Linked DNA regions of Sus scrofa: region 1 is linked to region 2. A link is a contact called in public Hi-C data. All regions are on one chromosome and are shown on one strand. Each heading gives the region's core, a stretch centred on a gene start, on an enhancer-like site or on the middle of the called end of the contact. The rest is flanking DNA. Distances are from core to core; before and after follow the strand shown. Region 1 holds the start of GJA1 (gap junction protein alpha 1). Region 2 has its middle 180 kb from the start of GJA1.

The links. A called contact is a pair of places that touch in the nucleus more often than the background predicts.
Region 1: a contact with region 2 is called in a Hi-C map of mesenteric adipose tissue, with 1.6 times the contacts expected there. The contact joins the promoter of GJA1 here to the enhancer-like site in region 2. A contact is called at or near these places in 3 of 47 Hi-C or Micro-C datasets (mesenteric adipose tissue, retroperitoneal adipose tissue and subcutaneous adipose tissue) and 1 of 2 datasets of contacts at active chromatin or transcription factors (skeletal muscle).

The regions. Positions count from the first base shown.
Region 1 is chr1:41,000,103-41,005,874 of Sscrofa11.1, forward strand. GJA1 (gap junction protein alpha 1) reads right to left here and starts at 2,027. Exons shown (of 2, transcript NM_001244212.1): 1 at 1,863-2,027.
Region 2 is chr1:40,819,168-40,824,978 of Sscrofa11.1, forward strand. No RefSeq gene overlaps it. Among named protein-coding and RNA genes, the nearest start is that of GJA1, 180 kb to the right of the region's middle. Within about 2 kb of position 2,069, at least 16 of the 83 cell types and tissues checked have an H3K27ac peak or open chromatin away from gene starts, as enhancers often do. A contact at or near this core is called in mesenteric adipose tissue, retroperitoneal adipose tissue and subcutaneous adipose tissue, where this site is marked.

The DNA.
Region 1 (5,772 bases), core at 777-3,276, 180 kb after region 2:
CTGTGGTCGATCCGCTGCTAGGAACTCAAAAGTTGAATTTCCAAATTCTGTACTGATTTACTCCTGGACATGTCATTAGGTCTTTACTCATTTCATTACGTGGCTTCCTCTGCGCTCCCCTACCCGCTCCCCACCCCCGGATTCTTAGGAAATTTCGAGAACTTACTGAAGAGTTACAAGTGTCATTTAGACACATTAATTTCCAAGGTACTCAGGTTTCCTCGTCATGGCTTACACACTAGGATTCAACAGGTTTGGAAAAAAAGAAAAAGAAAAAAAGGGCACTGCGGATGGCGGTGAGAGAAAAGGGAAATTAGATTGACACATTTAATTCAATTAATCATTTGCTATTCTTTTACCATTCGGCATGATGTCCATCTCCTTCAAACCCACCTCCACCGCTCCCACCCCTTCCCTTCCAGTGGCGGAACTCAGACCTGCACTGGGTTTAACTTTTAAGCATTTGAGGGAAATATCCGCAAACCTTTCCAAAACCTGGAGGCCGGGGCAGCCCAGGAGCCGGGGCGAGCCAGGCGGATGCTAAAATGGCAGGAGGCACCCCGCGCCCGCCCGGCCCCAGGCCCCCGTCCTCCTTCCCCAAAGCTTTCATTTTTATGTGCTTTTGAGCACTCTCTGGTGCAAATACTTCAAACTGTAGGGTCACAGCAAGAATTTAAACTAATTACTTCAGTCCCTGGAATTAGAACAGACAAAATCCTTACCGGGCACGAAAATGCATGGCTGCATTTCAGGCTAAAAGAATGTGGGTTACTCACAAGAGCATGTAAGAAATTGAACCTTTAAAAATGACAAATCGTCTTTATCTTTGCCTCCTGGCAGCACCCTGGCGGCTCAAACTCAAAAAAGTTGCCCCAGAGCTCTTTAGTGTGTGGCAGGTTCGGACAAGCAGAAGGTGGTGGCAGTGTGTTTGTGTGTGTGTGTGTGTGCGCGCTCGCGCGCGTGTGTGTGTGTCGGGGTTGGGGGGGGGGCGGTAGCTCCCTCTAAGGCGCTGTCTTAAGAAATTTCGTTTCATATTCTCTCTAGGAGCCCCTGTCTTAGGAGACCGTTTTGAAAATGCACCCTGACATGCACTCTTTTCTAAACTTCTGTTCTCGCCCTAACTTAACGCTTTGTAAGTAACGAGCAGGCAGGCATTCAAGAGATTTCACCTCCTGAATTGCCAACGTGGTCGAGTCAAAGGTGGCTTCCCTGAGGGTCTCAAGATTTTTCCCTAGTGGCGGCTAACACAAAGTTAACTCTTTACTGTTGCTTTAAGAACCTCAGCATTACAACCCGTATTTTTACACCTTTTTGTTTACCGGGGGAAATTCTACGAAGAGACCACGTGGAAGTCAAGTAACCGCAAGGTCTTAACAAAGCACTTTGTTAAGAAGTCTGCTTTTCAAGGCTAGAGAACATCAATCAAGATTTCCATATGAAAAAGCACAAAGCGTAGAATTCTATAGCAAGCACTCTAGGCATCTTTGCACTTTGATTTTTTTCGTTGTAGCCAGTCAAACCCCCAACCTAGGCCCCCCAAACCACACCCCACCCCAAAAGTTACAAAGCGTCTAGACTATTACTAATTACCAAAAAAAGTGAAATTCTACTCTAAAATGAGGAACCAACCAAATATCCAGAAAGGTATGAATCTTATCTACCTGTTGCATTATTAAAAGATAACTTTTTAACAGTCAAAAAATAAATACCGTAAGTTCCATTTTAACTTTAAAACTAGACATTTCAAGTTCATCATTCCCTTTATATCATATCAAAGCTACATTTAACACTTTAAAAAACTTTAGCAAAGTTTTAATTGTAGAAAAAGAAAGAAATAGGTAAAGTCCTTTTTGAAAACTTACTCTTTCCCTTAAAAGAAGTGAAGTAGGCACGCCTCAGAGGATGAAGTAAAATGAAAAAGCAAGTTCAGGCACTCAGACCTGTCTATTTAAAGTTTAAAAGTCTGCTGCTGTTTGGTACTTTCCTCACTCCTTCCCCCTAATGAAAGAAAAGTGCTGATACCTCGTAAAAGCTTTTTTCTTACTTGGAGCACTGAGCTTTTAAAAGTTTCAAGCCACTGACTCAACAAGGAGGAGGGGCTAGGAGAAAGGGGTGGGGAAGAGGAAAGGCGGGCGGGAGAGTGGCGAGGAGGCCGGCAGCCGAGAGGGGTGGGGCGGGCGAAGAGGCAGAGGAGTAGCTAGGTCCAGATGAAGTCCAACTTTAAAACTGCTGACGAGAGACATGAAATGGCATTAGAGACCTGAATGCCATTACTTGTAGTTACTTCTTACAGTAACAATTACGGGTTTTAGTTAGTGCTTTTTTCACCCAAAGTCCAGGGATAATAAAAAGTAATGTATTTTATATTATTACTACCTTTTCTAAGATTTTATTTCCTGTAATATATGTATATATTACACTAAATTAAAGTGGTGGAAAAGTGTACAGCCAGGGCAAACTTCCTATTGGCCAAGGTGTGTGTAAAGGTGGGTGTGAGTGAGTTATTTGATGAGCTAATTCCTCCCCTCTTAGTTTAAAGGGACAATTAACAAAGGAAATGGAGATGGGATTGAGAAATTTGAAAAACGAACATTTTAGGATGGTATGCCCATCCCAAATCCACCTCTCAACTCCTTGACTGCTTTAAATTTCATTCTTTCCCACAGTTTTGCAAAAAATATATATATTTATATTCATAACTGTATTATAATACTTTTTGACTGTTAAATCTTCCTATCTGACCTCTACCAAATCTCTGGGGAACTGAAAATTTATAATATCCTAGCCCCATTCATGCCAAAAATGAACTCTCTTTTGTAGTGAAATGTCAGGATATTTTTTATGGAAAATTCAAATGTTAAGGCCCGAAACTCTCAGCTTTCCTTGAGACCATCTCTCTCCTTAAAACCCACTGGAGAGTTTTCTGCTGCTGACCACAGAGATCTGGGTATAGTTTTTATGTGCTTTTCCACCACTTCCAGGGCCCTCCCTCTTCAACAGTCTGCACTAGGGTTTATAACAGCCTGAGTCATGTGTCCTCAGTCTCAGAGTGGCCGGGTCCTTTGAGGTCTGTTCAGAGGCTACACTAGAGGGCTGTGGTAGGAGAGTTCCTCATAAACTGGCTTCAGTGATGCTCCTGGGGTTGGGCAGGGAACTCTCTTGGGCATTATTCTCTGGAAATAAAGCAAACTCATCCAGCGGGGATACTCCTTACTAATACAAATACTAGGAGGAAAAAAAAAAAACAAGTAGGATAGGAAGTATTTTCTGATAGATACCTTTGCCTAAATTTCATTTCATTGAAATGACTAATAAGGCACTTTTTGAAAGGTTGTAGTTTTAATACACAATTTTGCTCTTTCATTTGCTGGCTATTCTGTTTCTAAGGGTACATTTTTCTTTATGTTAAGGAAGAGGAAAAAAGAAATAGAAGTTGTACTCTAACTTTCAAGTCTTCAAGCTTAGCAATCCATAAATACTCTTTTGCTCTTGTATTTATAGTGTCTTTTCCTTCAAATGAGTCTATGGTTTTGTCCTAAGTAAAAATTACTTCCTTTGATTCAGAACACATTCATGAAAATATGATTTATTCTTTTTAAGAACACCTGTTTTCCTTTTCTCCCTCTTAAAAAAAAAAAAGTCTGTGCTTCATTCAATTTGCATAATTATTTGGGAGTTCCCATTGTGGCTCAGCAGGAACAAATCTGACTAGTATCCATGAGGATGTAGGTGCAGGTTCCATCCCTGGCCTCACTTAGTGGGTGGGGGATCTGGCATTGCCTGTTAGCTGCAGTGTAGATCACAGATGAGGCTTGGAACCTCCATATACCAGGGGTGCGACCCTAAAAAGCAAATAAATAAATAAATAAAATTACATAAATATTTTCTTTATTTTTGTACAATTATTTATCAAGCACAATTATTACTGAAATCATCCATTTTATTTAAAAAATTTCCTAAAATGTTAATTCAGAATTAGTTGCATTAAAGAAAAGTTGCAACTGGCTATTCTATAACAGGATTTTTTTAAATGAAAAAATCGTGTTAAATTTCCAATTCTGTTCTGTTAGGTGTATAGAAGGATGTTGTTATCTCAGCATTCTAGCATCTTTCCTTTTTAGTCTGTTGCCTATGTGACCAATTTGAAAGAGATAGAGGAACTTCTTGATACCAAATTAAGTTATTCATGGAAATCACTTGATTTATTTTCTAGGCCAAAGGGATTATTCATGTTAGCCAATAATTAAATAACAAGTTCTCTTAACATATGGAATGTACTATATCTTTTATTTCTAAAATGATTTTCTCAAAATCATTCATAAAAGATGAAGATATTCTTTGTGATCTTCTCTTCTTTTGGAATAATGGCACCAAGAGTGGCAATAATGGCACTATGAGTAATAGTGCTCAAGAGGAGCTGGGTCACTGTGAATGGCTTCCCTGCTGGAACAATGACAACAGTTATTATTCAAGGACACCTTGTAACTTCTCCAAATGTCTACCAGCAACTCTTATACTTCATACTCTAGCACTGCTGGTAAGTTACGTTTTGACCAATAACATATTTTTAGTATTTTTTAAAATAAGGTATCCTATTTATCTGAAGCTTATTTTCATTGGGATGTTTTGCAAAACTTGTGGGACAGACTTTTTAAATGTGTTTTTCTCATAGTCTCAAAAATGCCGATGCCATTTCATGAATATAAACACTGACTTTTCAGAACTGTACCTTCTCTGATTGCCAGGCCTCGTCCATGCAGAAGAAATGGATGTGGCTTGATGTGCTAGGCAATACCACTCTTTGAGGGATAAGGGACAGTCACTGAGGGTTCTGTTATCTGCAGTTTCTTTAGATGCCACCGTGAGCCAGGCTTTAGACTCTGTTTTATCCATGTTGCTCTGTGCACTGAGAAACACATGTTATTGGCACAGAGAAGAAGAGGATATTTTTCAGAATCGTGAGAAGTATTTCTTAATATGAAAACCAACTGCATTTAAACTTTTTCACCTTTGTTTCAAAATAGCATTTTTGGAAATATTAATAGATACATGGATTAATTTTTAAGGACTTTCTTTATCTTACACAAAACATTAAAAAATAGTTGATGGCTGTAGACTGAAGATTAAAAAGGAGAATACTGTAAAGACAGAGGAGTGAGTTATAAGGGTCTGAACTAGGGTATTAGGAGTAAGAAAGGACAAGAAGGTAGAATTACCAGAACTTGATGACAGCTTGAATGGGGAGGACAAGGGCGAGGAGTGTGGAGACTGATTCTGGAGTTTTGATTGGAAAAATGTTACAAAAAAGGAAGTCCAGAGGAGGAACTGATTTGCTAAAGGAGATTTAATTATTTCAATTTGGAATATTTGGTATGAAGAACTGAAACATTTTGATAAAGATAGCTGACTGGCAGAACATGAGCTGTGGAGTTCAGTGTAAAACTGTTGTAAGATTTGGGATTATACTCATAGTATTGATATTTGAAACCACAGGTACCGAAGAGATAACTAAGAGATAGGATGTAGTCAGTGTGCCAAAAAGACAGCCCATACATAGCCTCAGTGGATTTCCTAATTTAATACAGGTGAAGAAAAAGAATGAAAAAGGAGGCAAAGTAGAATCTGCAAAAGAGAAATGGGTTTATTTGTAAGGAAAATATCATTGTACTTGGGAGTGTCTTAACTTGGAAAAAAAAAGAGCAGTTACTCCTTTAAAACAAGAGTTAATGAAGACCACAAAGAAAAAAAAAGTTTTAAAGTGGAAAGTATGTG
Region 2 (5,811 bases), core at 819-3,318:
AGAGCACTGATATGATCTGACTTATAGCCTGTTCTGAATCTGAATTAAGAAAAAACTGTAGGGAAGCAAGATTAGTAGCATGGAGTCCAGGTAGGAAACTACTGCAGTAATCCAGGTAAAGATGATGGGTTTGGGACTAAGGTGGGACCACAGGAAGTGGTAAGAAATGATCAGATATATTTTGAAAGTAGAACCAATAGGATTGGCTGATGGAGTAGATGTGGTATATGAGAGAGGGAGCAAGAAAAAGGTTGACTCCAAAAAATGCAGGCCTAGAAGCATCATCAAATGATAGGAGGAAGACTGCAGGTAAAAGAGCCTAGGGAGAGAAGACCAGAAGGTTTGTTTTGGACATGTGAAGTTTGAGAACCCCCTTGCCATACAAATGGAGATTTTTGGTAGGCAATTTGGTATACAAGTCTAAAGTTCAGAAGAGAGGTCTGGGCTAAAGACATAAATTTGGAAGGCTATGCCATATGCATAGAATTTGAATCTGCAAGACTGCTTGAGGTCACTAAGGGAGGGAACGCTTATGGAGAAAAAGAACTAAACTCTGACACTTCGACATTGAGAGTCTGGGGAAAAAAGGACAAACCAGTAAGAGAAAGCCAAGAAGCAGCAACCAGTGGCATGGGAGAAAAACCAGGAAAGTGTGGTGTCCTCCAAGCCAAGAGAAAAAAGTATACCTAGAAGGAAGGAGGGCTTAACTTGCCAAATGCAGCTGCTGTATTAAGTAAAAAGGAATTTGGGAGGTAGAAAGAGCATAAACAATGAGCATAAACAACTATTTCGAAGAAGTGGATACATGTACTAGGTCTGTTTTACAAATGCCCAAATAGAGTTTGTATTTGCCCAAGTTCACATACCAGGATCCTGCACAGCTGGGACCTAAGATCAGGTTTGCTGGAGTTGAGAATCTGCTTTCCTCACCCTTACCCTGTACTGCCTGGGATCCTCCCTGTTCAGAAACAATAATTCAGTGAAGGAAGAAACACGAACTAGAAATGGCCATTGTCTGCTGCGTTTTTCTACCAAGAATTCAGACCCAGGCTCCTACAACCTTCCACAGCATAAATTCTCCTCTCAATTTCTAGTGTCATCCTCTGTACTACCTCACCTGTGTAACCATTATTCTCGCTCATCTGATACCTTCCTCTTAAAATAACAATACTACTAATAATAATGAAACTTCTTGTTTTCCTCTATGTCCAATTTCTACATCCACTGTTTCCAGATCTCTGAACCTACACATTATTTCCCATTTACCTAGGAATCAGTGTCCCTCAGTCCATTTCCTCTCTCAGTAGACTCTAAGATCTATAAGAAATCCACCACTGTTTCCTGGCTGAGAGGTTAACATGCCTCATAGAGTCAGAAAAAGAGTGAAGAACCTTTGTGTGCATGTACATGGTTGGAGGTGGAGGAAGCAGCAGATAAGGAACGAACCAGGCTAGAGATAAAACTCCAGAGTAAATTAGATTTCTAGTAATATTGCTAGCATTGTTGGGAGAAAATGAATTGAAGGGTAGGAAAATGCAGTATTGTCCATAGCATGACAAAGAGTTTCATGCCAAAAAGCTGGCTGGACACACAAAGTGAGGGAGAGAGGGAGTTTGATAACGACAGACTAGGTCCAAAGGGATGGCAGGGTAGATAGTGAGAATGAGCCCGTGAGCACAGATGACCTGGCACAGAGCGCCCTGCTTTTACTCCTCTCCTTATGGCAGGTCTTCAAGTGCCTTACTTGTTCCATTAAGTGTTACCAAAACTCCTCCTCATACTGGAAATATTCATAGTCATAGTGACAAGCTCAATAAAAACAGAGCCTCTCTTTTACAGTGCACTGTGTTCTGGGTCACCAGAAACACTGATTTCTTCACAGGTCCTATTAACCTTTTTTTTTTTTTTGATATGACAATCCTAGTCATAATATACATCTTTGCAACACACGAGTCTGTTCATGACAAGTTTATGTTTTTGAGCCTGTTTTTGTGTACACCAGGCTCTTCTATGTGTATTGCCGACCTTATCTCAATGAAAGCCCATGACTCATGATCGGTGCCTCTGAGTCATGCTCTGAAGTTCTGTGAATTAGCCTTAATTTGGTGCTTTCCACATCAGTATAAGCCCTGCCTCCCAAGAGAGCTTTGTTTTGTTTTCCTTCCTAGCACTTGGAACTCCCTTAATTGGTAATTGATAACTTCCACAGGGTGCATTTTGCACAAAGGAGTGAAAGTTGGCTCAATAGCAAGCAAAAAGAATAAAACAAATTGGCACGGAATAGAAACTGTATTGTGAAAGGCAATAATACTGAGAAAAGCAGAGATTTCGTAGATAAAGTTTCTTGTTTGCTTCATTGTAAACCAACTTGACTTCACCCTCTAATTGTAGATCACAAAGGAAGATGACAACCTTGGAGAACTTGATAGATGTGGGAGGGGAGATGGGAGAGAGACATCTTGCCTCTTCATGTATCTGAGATTAGCTTATTGTACCAGAAAGGGAGGGGTAGATTACATAAGAGAATAACTGCAGCACCAACTGCTTCTACCATAGCTCTGGCGTCCCAAAAGAAAAATAGTCTGAGATTGTAACATCATTTCATACCCTGACATTATCTGGCGTTTAAAAGGCTTTATGAACTAATAGCTTCTGAGAATCTGAGAAATGTGCCTAGAACTGAACTATCTGGCTTAGGAGACACGTAGACAATGGTCTGAGTAATTCCTTTATACGTTAGAACAAATAGAGAGGAGAACTTACTTAATTGTTAAAGTGTTTAGAAGGAGTATCTTAAAAGCATGCCTAACATTTCCATTTTTTTTTTTCTTTCTTTCCTTTATTGCTCTAGTCCTATTTCATCTTCACTGATTTTCTGTGGTCATTTTCTTCAGTAAAGAAAGTTTAATTTTGTGCTATTTTTTTTTTCACACAGACTTTCAGACTTTTAAATAAAGAATTCTTTCCATTCTAGGAATTGTGTAGACTCTTATTGTAATAGTTTTATACACAGTTAACACTTTATTCGTCATTCTCAATGGATAATACAGAATTAATTTTATTTGATGTTGCAACATATTATGTTTCTTTTCCAGAAAATTCATCTACTTTTGGTCTATAACAAGATATTAATGAAATAAGAAGGCCAAATGTTATTTAGCATCCAGGATCAAGCCAGTCTGTGGTTCCATACTGTTTATATATTACAAATGTGACTAATTCAGAAGTAGATCATTCCTGACTAAATATACATTTTGTTTCAATTTAATTAAAATAGATCTTTTCTTTGTTCCTCCTTCCCTTTACTTTTCCTTTGAAAAACATCCATGGATGCTCAGCTCTTGTCCAGACACTATGATAGATGCCATAGATCTGTAAACAAGAAAAACAGACCTATTCCTTGCTCTCACGGACCTTAACATCTGGGGTGATGGCCAGCTATTGAAGAAATTCTTATATATTCCCAACTGTCAGCATTATATAGATAAGTATAAGGAAATATATATTAATCCATGAATCAGGCTTCACTGAGGAAAGGGACTGAAATAAGAAACATTAAGCTAGATGTAAGAGAGAAGGTTTGACGGGCAGGTACATTTCAAGCCGGCATTGTTATGGTGGTTAGGATCAGATTGTGAAGAAGCATGAATCGTTCAATCCTTCCTCTGAACCCAAACCTGGAGATGCCACAAAGTTAAAAAGAATTTTGAGGGATCCCGTAATCTACATCAAAGCCTATAAAAAGGCCTTGGAGACTCAGAAGATAGGTCAGGTCCCACAGAACATGGAGGAAATCTTTCTAGTTCTGTACTTTCCTCTCTTTACATTTTGCTGACCAGCTCCGCACCTCCTCGGCCATACTGGGTTCACAGATTGGACAGAAGACCTAAGTTCCAGTCCAGTGCCTGCAACAGGTGGCAGTTCATCTGAACATAACTTGTCCAGGGGTGGGTAGGAAGGATAGGCTGACTATCTAGTGCAGAAGGACCACGTGACTTCCCATTACAAAGCCCTACTTGGTAACTGCAAGAGGAGGCACACCTCCCCTCCACCCCCATAAATGCAGTGCTTGGAGCAGGTTGAGTGGTGGCAGGCTAGAAGATGCAATACAAGAGGTTCTTTTCCCTTTGTTCCCACCTGCCACCCCAACACAAACTTTGTCTTTACCAGAAAGAGTGTCAAATAGTATCTGAGCTGTCATCATCCCTCCATTCGGGTACACGTCGCCAGCAAGAAAGATGGCAGCTCCATAAATATGAACCCACAAGAAAAAAGAAGCAGACATTTGGAGTTCCTGTTGTGGCACAGTGGTTAATGAATTCGACTAGGAACCATGAGGTTGCGGATTTGATCCCTGCCCTTGCTCAGTGGGTTAAGGATCTGGCGTTGCCCTGAGCTGTGGTGTAGGTTGCAGACGTGGCTGGGCTCTGGCATAGGCCAGCGGCTGCAGCTCTGATTAGACCCCTAGCCTGGGAACTTCCATATGCCACGGGAGCGGCCCTAGAAAAGGCAAAAAGACAAAAATAAATAAATAAATAAAATAAAATAAAACAATTAATTAATTAATTAAATAAACAGACATTTGTGCAAGTTCTATGAAAGAAAGACTCAACCCTATTCATGAGAAAGCAAACTTAATGGACTAGATTAAAATACATAAGTATCCCTGTCAAGAATAAAGATGGAATATTTTAAACATCAATTTAAAAGAGCTCCTTAGAGCTATTAAGCAGGAAAAACATAGTATTTAAATAAAGGACAATTTCTTAAATTGAGAAAAAATATCAAAAATGGTTTCAGAAAATTTCATAAGAGACTCTTCTGATTAATATTGAGATTTTTATACAAAATTAGACTTTTCCTATTCAATCATTGAATATATATTAAAAAGTTCCCTAAACTTTCTTTTTGACTCATCCTTTATAGGCAGAAAATAAACAGATAGTTCTTGGCACAAAAAATATTTTTTTCATAAATAGCACACATAGTTATATAAACACAAACTTACTAAATAAACTTCAACACAGAAGTATGTAGAAGAAAAAGTGAAAGCCTCTCTTCAACATCACTCTCAACAGAGTTTGCTTTTCTTTTTCTAACATAAATAGGAAAAACCATGTTATTTTTTATCTTGCTTTTGTTCATATAAAATATGTTTTAACATACATAATATGTATCTATTTACATGTGAGTGTTTATAGCTCATCTCTTCTTTTTTTAATGACATGTCTTGATTTTCTGCTTATTTTAAAAGTGATCATACATATTCACTATAAAAAAATCAAACAGCTGGCCCAGAAGGTTAAGGATCCAGTATTGTCATTACTGCTGTGGCTCGAGTAACTGCTGTGGCACAGGTTTGATCCCTGGCCCGGGAACTTCTGCATGCCGTGGAAGTGGCCAAAAAAAAAAAAGATCAAACACACACATGTATATAGAGCAAAGTCAAAATCCCCTTTCATCTATCTATCTCTTTATCCTTTTATCCACTACATACACACATGAAAAATAATATATATATATATATATTTTATATATTATTTGTTTGTTTCCAGTGCTGTGAAATCAAGCACTGGAAAAAAAACAAAAAAGGTAGAAAAAGAGGCTTCCCCTCAGTAATGAGAGAGGAACACACTTGTTTCCATTTCATAATGGTACATACATGTAGACTCTTCTGTTACAGTTTGACTATAAATAGGATCAGATTATTATATTTGACCCCACAATTTATTTTTTCACTCGATAGTATTTCTTGGCAATCATCTCCAGTTAGCATATGGAACTAACTTATAGTATTGATGAATGGGAATT